Regions from separate parts of the Gossypium hirsutum genome. Here region 2 is linked to region 1. The links are chromatin contacts, called in public Hi-C maps. All regions are on one chromosome and are shown on one strand. The core of a region is the stretch at or near the end of the contact, and the rest is flanking DNA. Distances in the headings are between cores, read along the strand shown. Region 1 holds the start of LOC107922337 (transcription initiation factor IIF subunit beta). Region 2 holds the start of LOC107916540 (thioredoxin H1).

Evidence for each region. Hi-C and Micro-C count contacts between places; a contact is called where the count stands out from the background.
Region 2: a contact with region 1 is called in a Hi-C map of leaf, with 2.1 times the contacts expected there. The contact joins the promoter of LOC107916540 here to the promoter of LOC107922337 in region 1. A contact is called at or near these places in 2 of 34 Hi-C or Micro-C datasets (hypocotyl and leaf).

The regions. Positions count from the first base shown.
Region 1 is chrA01:23,976,299-23,981,982 of Gossypium_hirsutum_v2.1, forward strand. It overlaps LOC107922337 (transcription initiation factor IIF subunit beta), which reads left to right and starts at 3,018. Exons shown (of 6, transcript XM_016852332.2): 1 at 3,018-3,572; 2 at 3,837-3,945. The coding sequence starts at 3,378.
Region 2 is chrA01:24,142,303-24,147,986 of Gossypium_hirsutum_v2.1, forward strand. LOC107916540 (thioredoxin H1) reads left to right here and starts at 2,532. Exons shown (of 3, transcript XM_016845811.2): 1 at 2,532-2,912; 2 at 3,215-3,337; 3 at 3,434-3,761. The coding sequence starts at 2,826. The coding sequence ends at 3,583.

The DNA.
Region 1 (5,684 bases), core at 1,768-4,267:
GTTCCAAATTAAAGGTCATGGTCGCCATACTATCTGCTAGTCAATTTTCTTCACGAAACACATGTTTGAGATCAATATCTCAATCACCAACAATCTTTCTTTTGACATTTCGTAGAACAGCACTGTCGTAATTCATCTCACTCTTTTCACAAACAAGGTCTAATGTTGCCAACCTATTTGTTTTTAAGATCACTCATCTTGCCTCCATCTTCCTTGCTAATATCAACCCATCATGGATACCCTGTAATTCAACCTTGATAGTGATGCATATCCTTATATTTCTTGTAAATCCTGAGTGTTAGACACCATTTTCATCTCTGACCGATCCTCTATCTACTGCAAAACCACGCTTGAGTAGTCTAGCACTATCTGTGTTCACTTTGAGCCATCCTGATTTAGTGCGCTACCAACAAATATGCTACAATATCTTCTCTTTTCCCCTGTTATCTTTTCCGTTTGTACCTTGAGTCGCATCACAAAACTCTAGACTTAAAGCGTTGCCTTGTCCAGCGTGCTTTTCCACTCAGAAAAATTATCATTGAAGATAACTTGATTTCTTCGCAGCAATAGGCTCTAGCATGCCACCCCAAAAAACACCTCCCAGTTTTCATCATTGAGCAAAGTATTCCGACCTTGATAAGTTTACATGAACCCAATCAGCTAAGGCCTAAGAATTCATTCAATTTGCCACTCTTCACCACTCAACTCCAAAGGTCAGTCGTTGGCAAACATTTTCGCAAAACATGATCTATGTTCTCCAATCTGGCTCCACATTGATTAAACGAAGGGTCTATTGTAATATGTCGTCTCTATCGTTCCGCATTCGTTAGCAATTTTCATGAACTACAAGCCAAAGAAATACTCTCACTCGCTGTGGCCCCCTAATCTTCCAAATCACCTGCCACCTCTTATAAATTTCTTGATCAAATTCCTCGCTCAACAATTCATATGATGACTTAGAAGTGAAGACAGTTCCTTTGTTTCATTTCCAACCAGGTTTATCCTCGAACTCATCATTCGCCATAGGTTGTTTAACTGCAGTAATATATGCAACAGAGGATGATGGCAACATGCTTTTTAAGACATCCATATCCCATTTTCCTTTATTGTTAACCATACTATAAACTAGCACAGTTTCATTGGGTAGCAAATCCGGATTCAAACATACCATATTCAATTTCCCATGATTTTTTATTTATTCATCTCTCCAAAAATCAACAACCTTACCATTTCCAACATTCCAAATTACACCATCCCTGACAGTTTCCCAGACTTTACTCATTCCTTTCCATAACCGCGATACATAATTTGTGTGCAAAGTTTGTGGTACCTTTTCAACACATTTATACTTGGTACGAAGAACTTGGATCCAACGCTGATTCGATTGTTGAATAAGGTTGAAACCTATCTTCATCAAGAAAGCATCATTTTGCTTGCTCAAAATTTTAAATCCCAGTCCACCACTTTTAATTGGTTTGCACACTTCTTCCCATTTAATTAGACTAATCTTCCGTTTTTCATCCGTGCTCCCCCACACAAAGTTGAGGATTATTTTCTCCATTTCCTAGCAAAGACCTTTTGGAACAACGATTGATTTCATCACATAAATAGGTATGACTGACACTACCGCTTTAGCAAGTGTAATTCGTCCAGCCAAAGACAAAGCACTCGTCTTCCAGCCGACTAACTTTTGTTTCATATTGTTGATAAAATACTGAAAAGTAGCCTTCGTGACTCGTCAATGAAAAATGGGGACGCCCAAATACTTCCCAAGATCTTCAGCAGAATTATAGTCCAATCCTCCACTTATCAGATCCTTCATTTGATTAGAAACATTCTTCGTGAAATACATAGTAGTTTTCTCATTGCTCACTCCGTTGCCAGAGAAATTGCAAAACGCTTCCATCACCTGATGCACCACCATCATTCGAATTGGCAAAGATTCATTAAGCACCATTTTATCGTCATCATTTTCTCTATGATCTCGAATCTTAACTTCTTTGTTGCTCTTTCCAGATTCAAAGACAGAGGGGATCCCAAACGCTCAAGGCTCATTTTCTTTTTTGATAGTTGAATTCAATTCACTAATTTTTTTTTAAAGTAGCATTTATGCTAATTTTTTAATACGATGTATTTAATAATCTTGAAAACTTTTGCCCAAAAAAAATTTTCAAAAACTAAAATAAAGAGAATGGATTGTAGCAAACTGTGATTTCAAATTATTTTTATCTCTTTCAAAATAAAAGAATGACAAATTTAATTTTTTTTTCTAATTTTCAGCATTTTCTTCTAAAAAAATTTAAAAGGATAAAGATGATAATCATACAATACTTTTTCTAAAACAAATACGATATAAGTAAAACACATGTTAATTTTTTAATTAGTTTGTAAAATTAAAATATTTTCATGTCGGGATGAATTGAGAAAAAATTCGAATATGATAGGTTGTAATATGATCCGATGCCTCATCCATCCTTGAAATATTTATAAAAAAATCCTTAATATATAAATATAATATATATCTCCGTACATATAAAATTATAATTTATTATTGTTAAACTTAAGTAGAATATTCTTAGCTTTAAGTTCTATGACGATTTCAAAACCATGTGGATGAGAAATTTCATTAGTTCCCATTTTTTTCTATAGACAAATTATAAGTCGTAACTCTAGTACATTTTTATACTTTTTAAATCTAAATTTATTTGATAAAAAATTTCTATTTTTGATGATTAGAAAATGTAATGTGTTTATTAATTTTTATCTAGGACCATATAAATTAAACATCTCAATTAAGTTTTAAGTTTAAACTTAAAAAATTAATCTTATTTATTCTAAAATAAAAATAAAACATTTTTTTTATTTATTTCAAAAATAAAACAATTAAATTTAATTTAATTCGGATGTTTCTTATTAAATTTCTAAGTTTGGGAGGGATTAGTTAAACTTAAAAAGGAGTTTTTCCTCATCCCAATTCTCAGATTTTATTTAAAATTTTATTACTTAAATCTGATGTTGAATAAAAAAATTGAAAAATAGTGGACTCGATTCAATCTGAGCTGTCCTGCCCATGAGATCCGGACAGGCTTCAACCTCAGCTAAATTTTCTCTCTATTTTTGATACCATTAGGCCCATTACTAGCTTTACGACAAATCCGGTTCCCTAAATTCGTTCCGTGCGGTTCGTCAGGGTCCAATTCATTCCTCAACTCGTAAATTTAATACCGTGAATGAACAAAAACAATTGCTGTCAGTCTTCTGGCAGCAAAAAGTAGAAGAAACTGACCAAGGAAATTTCCAGGCTCTGCCAAATCTGCCTTGCTGGTAAACGTGAAATAAGAGGAATTTTGATCAGTTCGCAGAGGAAGAGCTTGAAGATGGACGAAGATCACAGTAATAGCGGCTTTTTGGAGACTGGAAAAGCTGATAGATCGGTTTGGTTAATGAAGTGTCCGGTCGTTGTGGCCAAACCATGGAAGAGTCAGACCGCTTCTTCTTCCGATTCACAGCCTGTCGCCAAGGTTGTCCTCTCTCTCGACCCTCGCAAACCCGATGACCCTTCTTCTATGCAGGTACTCTAACCCTAAACACTTGAAGATGATAGTTTTTTAACCCTGAATTCGCAACTTGGAACTCTTAATTACAAGTTTTAGATAATACCCCTTTTTTATTAATGGTGAATTGGCTCTTTAATTGTGGTAAAAGAGGTTTCTTGGTTATTGATTCTATAATCTACCAAGTAAAAGATTTGAATGACATTCTTGTTATACGTTTTAAGTTGTATTATTAGTTCTGTTGTTTTCTTATTTCTCACGAGTTTATCAGTTGATGATCAGTTTACTATGGAGATGGCTGGATCTGAGATTGGAAATATGCCAAAGAGTTACGCCTTGAATATGTTTAAAGACTTTGTTCCTATGTCCGTTTTCTCTGAAACAACTCAGGGTAAGAATTATGGTTCCTTTTTTCTTTTGCTTCTCAAGTATTCATTTGTGTGTTATCTAATTCAATCCCTTTTTGTTGTCACTTTGTACGGTAACTTGAAGTAACAATTTACCTCAAAATGTGGTTTTCTTATAAAAACTACACTGGGAGTGTTTCTTACTTTCATGATTTAGTGAATATTTTCTTAGATACATGGTGCACTTGTTGCTGTATAGCATTGAGGGTTTAATCAGAATAATGTGCATATTAGGAATTGGTATGCTGTCCACAAGTTAATTGTGAGTGTTCTTTTTATTCGTAAAAAGATTATGAGGGGAGACTATGTATACCTTTAAATGCATATTTAGTATATTTTTGGAGTTCTTTAGTGAGCATATTGAATGTGTGTTGTGAAGAGCATTTGATTGGTTTAAGGCGGAGCCTGTTCAAGGACTGCAACTCTTTCTAAATGGATGGTGCCAATTAGTCTATTTTTTATGGATGCTTAGTAGCTGTTATGTAGGACTCTTAGGAGAAATTTTTAGGTAGGGCTCTTGGAATAAAAGAAGTTGTTTTAAGACTCTTAGAATAAAATTTGTGTTTGGTAGGACTTTATTTAGCTTGATATGCTTTTTTAAATTATTGTAATCTCCATTTCAAGGGACGATCAATAAAACAAAAGCAAGCAAAATTTTTATCAAAACCCCTAAAGAGATATGGGTCTCTCCTATGAGTCTTAAGGTTTCAGTCTCTCTTTGATGAGCTGAACTATTAATTTGAAATTCACCGAAGTAACAATTTGGTATCAGAGTCAATGATTCTCAACAATGGCAAAAAAGTAGGGGGCAGAGTGGTGAGAAGAAATATGCAAGGAGCTTGATTATATGTGAACAAGAAAGCCTTTTCTTATCTCTCTTCCGTATCCTCTACATCAAACCCTCCTACACCATCTCAACAAAAGCCATGGCGGTCACAGCCAACTTCAGTCCCCGGTCTTATTCATTAATAGCTTCTAAATTCATATCCTACAACCCATCCTTTTCATTAAACCTGATCCAGAAAACCTTCAATCTAGACAAGTTTAATGGGTCTAAAGTTGATGTTTTACCTAGTAAAATGGATATTGGAGATGATAGAGACTCAATTGCTAGTCCTATTGTTACAAATGTGTAGTTTTTTTATTACTATGGACATGCTTGGGTTTTTGGAATTTGCAGATGTAAAAAGCTTAGCTTAGTTATTTTTTTAAAATTGTTATTGCTGGTGAGAAATTTGAAATGGCGCTGACAAACGAGAAGTATAATGGGTCTAAAGTTGATGGTTTACCTAGTAAAATGGATATTGGAGATGATAGGGACTCAATTGTTAGTCCTTCTATTGTTACAAATGTGCAGTTTTTTATTAGTATGGACATGTTTGGGCTTTTAGGAGTTGCTGACAGGAAAAGCTTAGTTGTTATTTGGTAAAAACACCTCTCTAGTCCCACTCAATTTCGATATTGAGCAAATTGGTCCCTCTTAAAAAAATTTAATCCCTTTCAATTTTAAAAGTGAGCAATTAAGGACAATTAATTACGGTAATTAATGTTTTTCATCAATTGTAAATAGTTTTGATTGATATAATAACAAATTAAGCTCTTAAATTTTGTCAATTTGGTATTGATTCTAAAAAATTTTCTGAAAACAAATGTATAAAACTTTTAAAAATCTAGAAAGTTCAAAAAGAGTATTATAAAAACTTTAGCTTTAAATATTATATCA
Region 2 (5,684 bases), core at 1,282-3,781, 170 kb after region 1:
AACACAAATTACTAATACAAAAATCTTTTTAAAATCACATTTGACTCGTAAATACTAAATATTAAAATTTACAAAGTTACTCATCAGATTTGGTGGTCTCGAACCACTGTCTCTGACACCGCTGAAAATCGAGCTGTTACAATGCATCGTCAGTATTCCTCCCCTATATCCCTCTACAAGTTTTGACATAGTAGCCTGGGTAGGAACCACATCTAATGCCTTCTTTGTCAAGAATGCCTACAAGATTCTTAAGGAGAATTCGTGGAGTTTAAAGGATGAAATTTGGAAATTAGCATGAAAGTATCAGGGGCCTCAGAGGGTTCGATTTTTTATTTGGTTGGTTATCAAACAACACCTGCTCACACAAGTGGAGAAGCAAAAGATGGGGTATTTAGCACAATAATCTTTGCCCAAATTGTGGGATTGAACTAGAGAAAGTCATAATACCATTAGAGACTGTAATGCAGCTAAAGATATTTAGACTCAAATAATCCCAGCTGAAGAACATAATAATTTCTTTTTTGGGAATTTGCAAGAGTGGCTAGTATCTAATATGGGAAATAGTCAAAAGCTCGCATTTGGGGGGATTGATTGGACAGTTTTCTTTGGTCTTGTTATTTGGAGAATTTGGAAGAATAAGAATCTCTTTGTCTTTTAAGGAGTGCCATGGAGCTTACAGGAAATTATTAAAAAGGCTTTTAGGGGACCAAGCAATATAAACACTCTCAAAACGACAATTGACATGATGGAAGTTCGGAAAAATGAGTTTGTTTGGGGTGAAAATTGGGTGAGACTACAAACGGATGGTGCAGTGAAGATTGATTCTGGATATGCTGTCGCAAGGGAAGACTTAAGAGATGAACGGGGGGAGTGGCTTTTTGGATTCAATAAACATTTGGGGAAATGCTCTATTTTTGATGTTGAATTATAGGGTATTTTAGATGACTTATCTTTGTTGCAAGTTAAACAATATGAAAGAGTGTTGATAAAAACGAATAGTTTGGAGGTCGTTGAAGCTATTCAGGATCCTGATTCAAAGTCTTAGTGTTCGACCTTAGTCAGATGCATTCGTCAGCTTTTGGGTAGCATAAGGAATTGGAGATTAGATCATATTCCTAGATAAGAAAACAAAGAAACAGATCAAATAGCCAAAATGACGTTCGACACAAAGGATGGATTACAGTTGTTTGCAGAAAATCCTCTTGTTAGCTTTGTTTAATTGGTTGTAATCTTATTTTCACCAAAAAAATTCCACAAGTAGCTTTTTTTTTTTTGAGAGAGAGCGATCCAATCCAAGAAAAAATAGCCCATCAATCTATGGCTAACCAAATGCATGAATATGGAGATTTCAAGTTTATGGAGATGGGTTAGGGTATCTCAGCGACATATGCAACATCTTTTATGGGTTTGTTTGAGTGTGGTGACTAAAAAAATAATTATGTTGTCTAATGTTAGGGTTTAAAAAAAGGGGGTTAGGGTTTGTTCGTGTCGTGGACAAAATTTTCTATGTTTGTGTTTGTCACGTGAAGAACAGCAAAACTACCTAGTTTAAGGTAAGCCAAAATATTGGTGGCATGAATGATCTTTTCTAAGCAAAAATGATATTGATGCTTTATTTTTGCTGATGAAACAAATAAAAGCATGAAAGTTCGCATGGAGGATGCATGTGAAAGTAGACACTTTTGCAATAGAGTCCTTTGAATTTGTGCAACCTAAAGGATAATAGAGTCTTTCGAATTTGTGCAATCTAAAGGATAAGAAAAATGAATTATATTATTTTATAATTGGTTGTTTTTAAAATGTATTATTTTGTAAATTATACTACTTTCGACAAACTTTTTTGAATTTGTTGTCAATATTAATGTAAATTAAATGGGTGAAGGTATTTGGCATGTTGCTCTATTATAGGGGTTAGATGGAATTAGTTATTTGATTAAATAAGGCTAAAATTTATCAAAGATAATATTTAGTGTTAAAAAAATAACATGAAAATAATTTGACTCATACATAGTTCAACTCCAAACAAACTCCAAATAAAATTTATCAAAATTAACATCGAAAGCTCTCATTCTCTTTTTTTTTATAGTTTAGCTTTTTTTTATGAAATAACTTTGGACTCACGAATTTATGAACCAAAATCTAAATAATTTTCTTTTTCGATCTCCAACACCGATCATCAAATTAACTTAGATCTAATATATGTTCTTCTACTCATCAATGAGTACTGACCCACCATAACGATTGTTAAATTGCCGCTCAAGCCTCACTACCCGATTAAAAAAAATTAACATTATAATGATTTAAATGAAAATTTTCTAATAGATTAATGACTCAATTTTATAACTTTTTAAAATTAAATGACCAAAGCTTAAATGTACTAATAATTTAATGAGCTTGAGTGCAATTTATCCATTTTAGACTTCTTACTTTTTTTTTTTTCAACATTAAATTTTTAAAAATAGTTGAATTTCGTTATCACATTGAATCCGATTCTTTATTATTAATTTAAACAGGTGCCGCATGTAACGTACGTGCCGTGTCCTTCCAAATTCAAAAGCGCCTTTCATACTTGGGTTCCATTTACATGGACACGAAAACGCGGAACCATTCTCACCGCTGACCACTAATATTATTCCGTCACTGACATATGAGAATGCGTCACGTGATTCCCGAACTTTACCTATGGCATTCTCGTAATTAGCCTCTAAACTCCTCTATATAAAGGATTGTGCACTATCGAAATTGTCAAACAAACACAAGGGAAACAAGATAAAAAGTATTTTGCTTTGCCTAATTTGTAAGCTTTGAGGTTAAGTGAAAAAACTATGGCTGAAGAGGGACAAGTAATTGCCTGCCACACTGTTGAGTCATGGCAGCAGCAGCTCCAGATGGGAAACGAGTCCAACAAACTGGTAAATATCTTTTCTTTGTTGTAACTTAAGAAAACTGGTACAGAAATTGCTGTTTCTTTGTATTAGCTACCAAATTTTGCTTGCTAGGTTGTTTGGAAAAATTGGTTTTGTCTACGTAAACTTGGGCTGATTTCAGCGAAGGACTTAGTAATCTCCTGCTTAATTTGTCCTGTATAGTTCTTAGCAAGGTCCTCAGTTATGTACTAGTGGTGTATCACAAGTATTAGGTGTTGTTTATTGTGTTGTTATGATAAATTATAGATCTGTATGTATGATACTTAAGAAAAGATTTATTTGGATAGGTGGTGGTGGATTTCACAGCATCATGGTGCGGGCCATGCCGTTTTATATCACCAATCCTGGTGGATCTTGCTAAGAAGCTGCCCAACGTCATATTCTTGAAGGTGGACGTGGATGAACTGAAAGTAGGGTCTCTTAAGCCATTGCTTAATTAAAAAGCCTGTAATTTTAACTTTTGACTTGTCAAATTTTCTTACACCATGCTCTTTGTAATTGTGCAGTCTGTCGCTCAGTCGTGGGCTATTGAGGCGATGCCAACTTTTGTGTTTCTGAAAGGAGGCACCATAATTGACAAGCTTGTGGGTGCAAGGAAAGATGAATTGCAGCAGAAAATTGCCTTCCATTCATCTACCTCGGTGCAGACAGCATGAATCAACATTTAAATGTACTTGATGTCTGGAGTTGTTTATGAAACTAGGATCTTATGAATGTCTGACAGACACTAAATAATGTGTGGTTGTATTTATATTTGGCTACTCTCTCTGCCTGTTGTCCTTGTTTCTATTTCAGATCTTATCTTATATTTAAATTAGTGTATGCTTTCTATAAGTTATCTATGTTTTTATACTTGTTTATCCCATATTATTCTTTTGAATTTCACCCTAGTTAGCATGGCTTTCTTGGAACCACTCTTAACCTTAAACACCTACATAAATTTGTATCAGTAATCCAGAAACTTCCATATTTACTGTTTTGAGTTTTAAAGTTTTGGTTGAGACAAGTCCAGTTCACTTGCTATGTTTGCCGCCGATCCCAACGGACCCATAGATGAAGAAATAGTCCGAACTAACTGTACATATGTAGCTAATATTTGCATCCAGATAAGCATGGTCAAGAGCAACAAACCGGCAATACGACAGCTATGCTGAGAAGTGTAATGTGATTTGTTCCAGCAAGTATGAATCCCCTTTTTTCCCTAGTCCCGTAGAGTGCTCTCAATATGTTTCATTCATATTACTGTCCGTTGATGAAGACATGAAGAGCATGATCGAGAGTCGATTTTCGTCCTCGTCGTAGAAATGATTCCAACAGACTGATGTCAACACTGGATTAAAATTTAACCCAGAAGAAACTATTAGCTGAACTCAAGGTTGAGTCTGCATAACATAGTTATGGATAATCTCTTATTTTGCTCATGCTCGAGATCTCGATAAACCTCAGGTGCTTCAAAATGAAGTGCCTCACCTGGTTGTGTACCACAGGTAGCTGGTAACATTCAGATGCTCCAAGAGTCCAGGAACTGTGATTCTTGGGCTTTCCCCTAGAGAAGAAATGTCTTCATTGTAAGTCTCCCATGAAAAGTTGCACAGTTGCCTTGCTTTGGAGAGAATACATGGGCCTGGAAAACAATCATTACTAACTCTTAGATATTGTATTGAGATACTAACATATCTAATTACATTTACTACAACATTAACATCGTTGGCAGAACGACTCATTTGTGGATTATCCTACCAACAGATAATTAGAATAATCAGGACATAAAAAGCCTACTTGCTGATAGGTTCCCAAGGAAGTAACAGTAGGATCTGAAGGAACTAAAGCATGTTCACATAGTTTAATAGCTCTACGAAGCTCCTTCAGAAGATCGTGTTTAGGTCGCCGGATTAAACCTAAACGAGGAGCACTTGTCAGTCACAATTTAGAGTTCAAAGACAAAATCCATGGTAAATGTTGCTGTATGTATATACAGAAGTTTGGATCCATGAGAACGCAGAAAGAAAAGGAAATGAGAAAAATTGGTGGCAATGACCTCAGTTTTCTCACAATATTCATCAATTGGAGCATCATAGTCATAACTGGTTTTAATAAATGGTCCGTCCATAGTTGGTTCCTCCATGATACTATCATAAGTATATTGATCATTAGCCATAACCTTAAAGTCATTGCTGGCACCCTGAATCTTTTTCAATTAAAAACATGGTAACTAACCAAATAGTAGTTGATACATGAGCAACAATTTTGTACGAAATGATTAACGGTAAAAGCCAAGTCTTGAACAGGGCACCAAATTCGGTAAACCTTCTCATTATTGGGTAAAGGTATGTAAGATAGATAAAAAAAAAAAAAAGCTTAATGATAAATTTGGTCATTAACATTTGCATGTTTTATCAAAATGGTCCTAACTGTATTTTTGAGTCTTTTTTGGCCATGAACTTTTGATTTTTTTTTCAAACTGCATTTTTTAACAGATTTAATGAATAAATTCGAGGTTTCAATCATTTCTTTCTTTCAAAATGTTTCAATCTTTTGTATATTTGTTTATTGAGAAGTTTTTTTATTGAGTTAATTTTTTTGATAATTATGTTTATTTTCTTTAAATTAAGAGTTATTTTTTAATTCAATGTATTATTTATTTATTCTATTATTTCCATATGTAATTGTCCTATTGGATTATCTAAGTAATAAATTACATCTCATTAAAAATATTCCACATATAAAATTTCACATCATTCCCTTTAACCTTTTTAA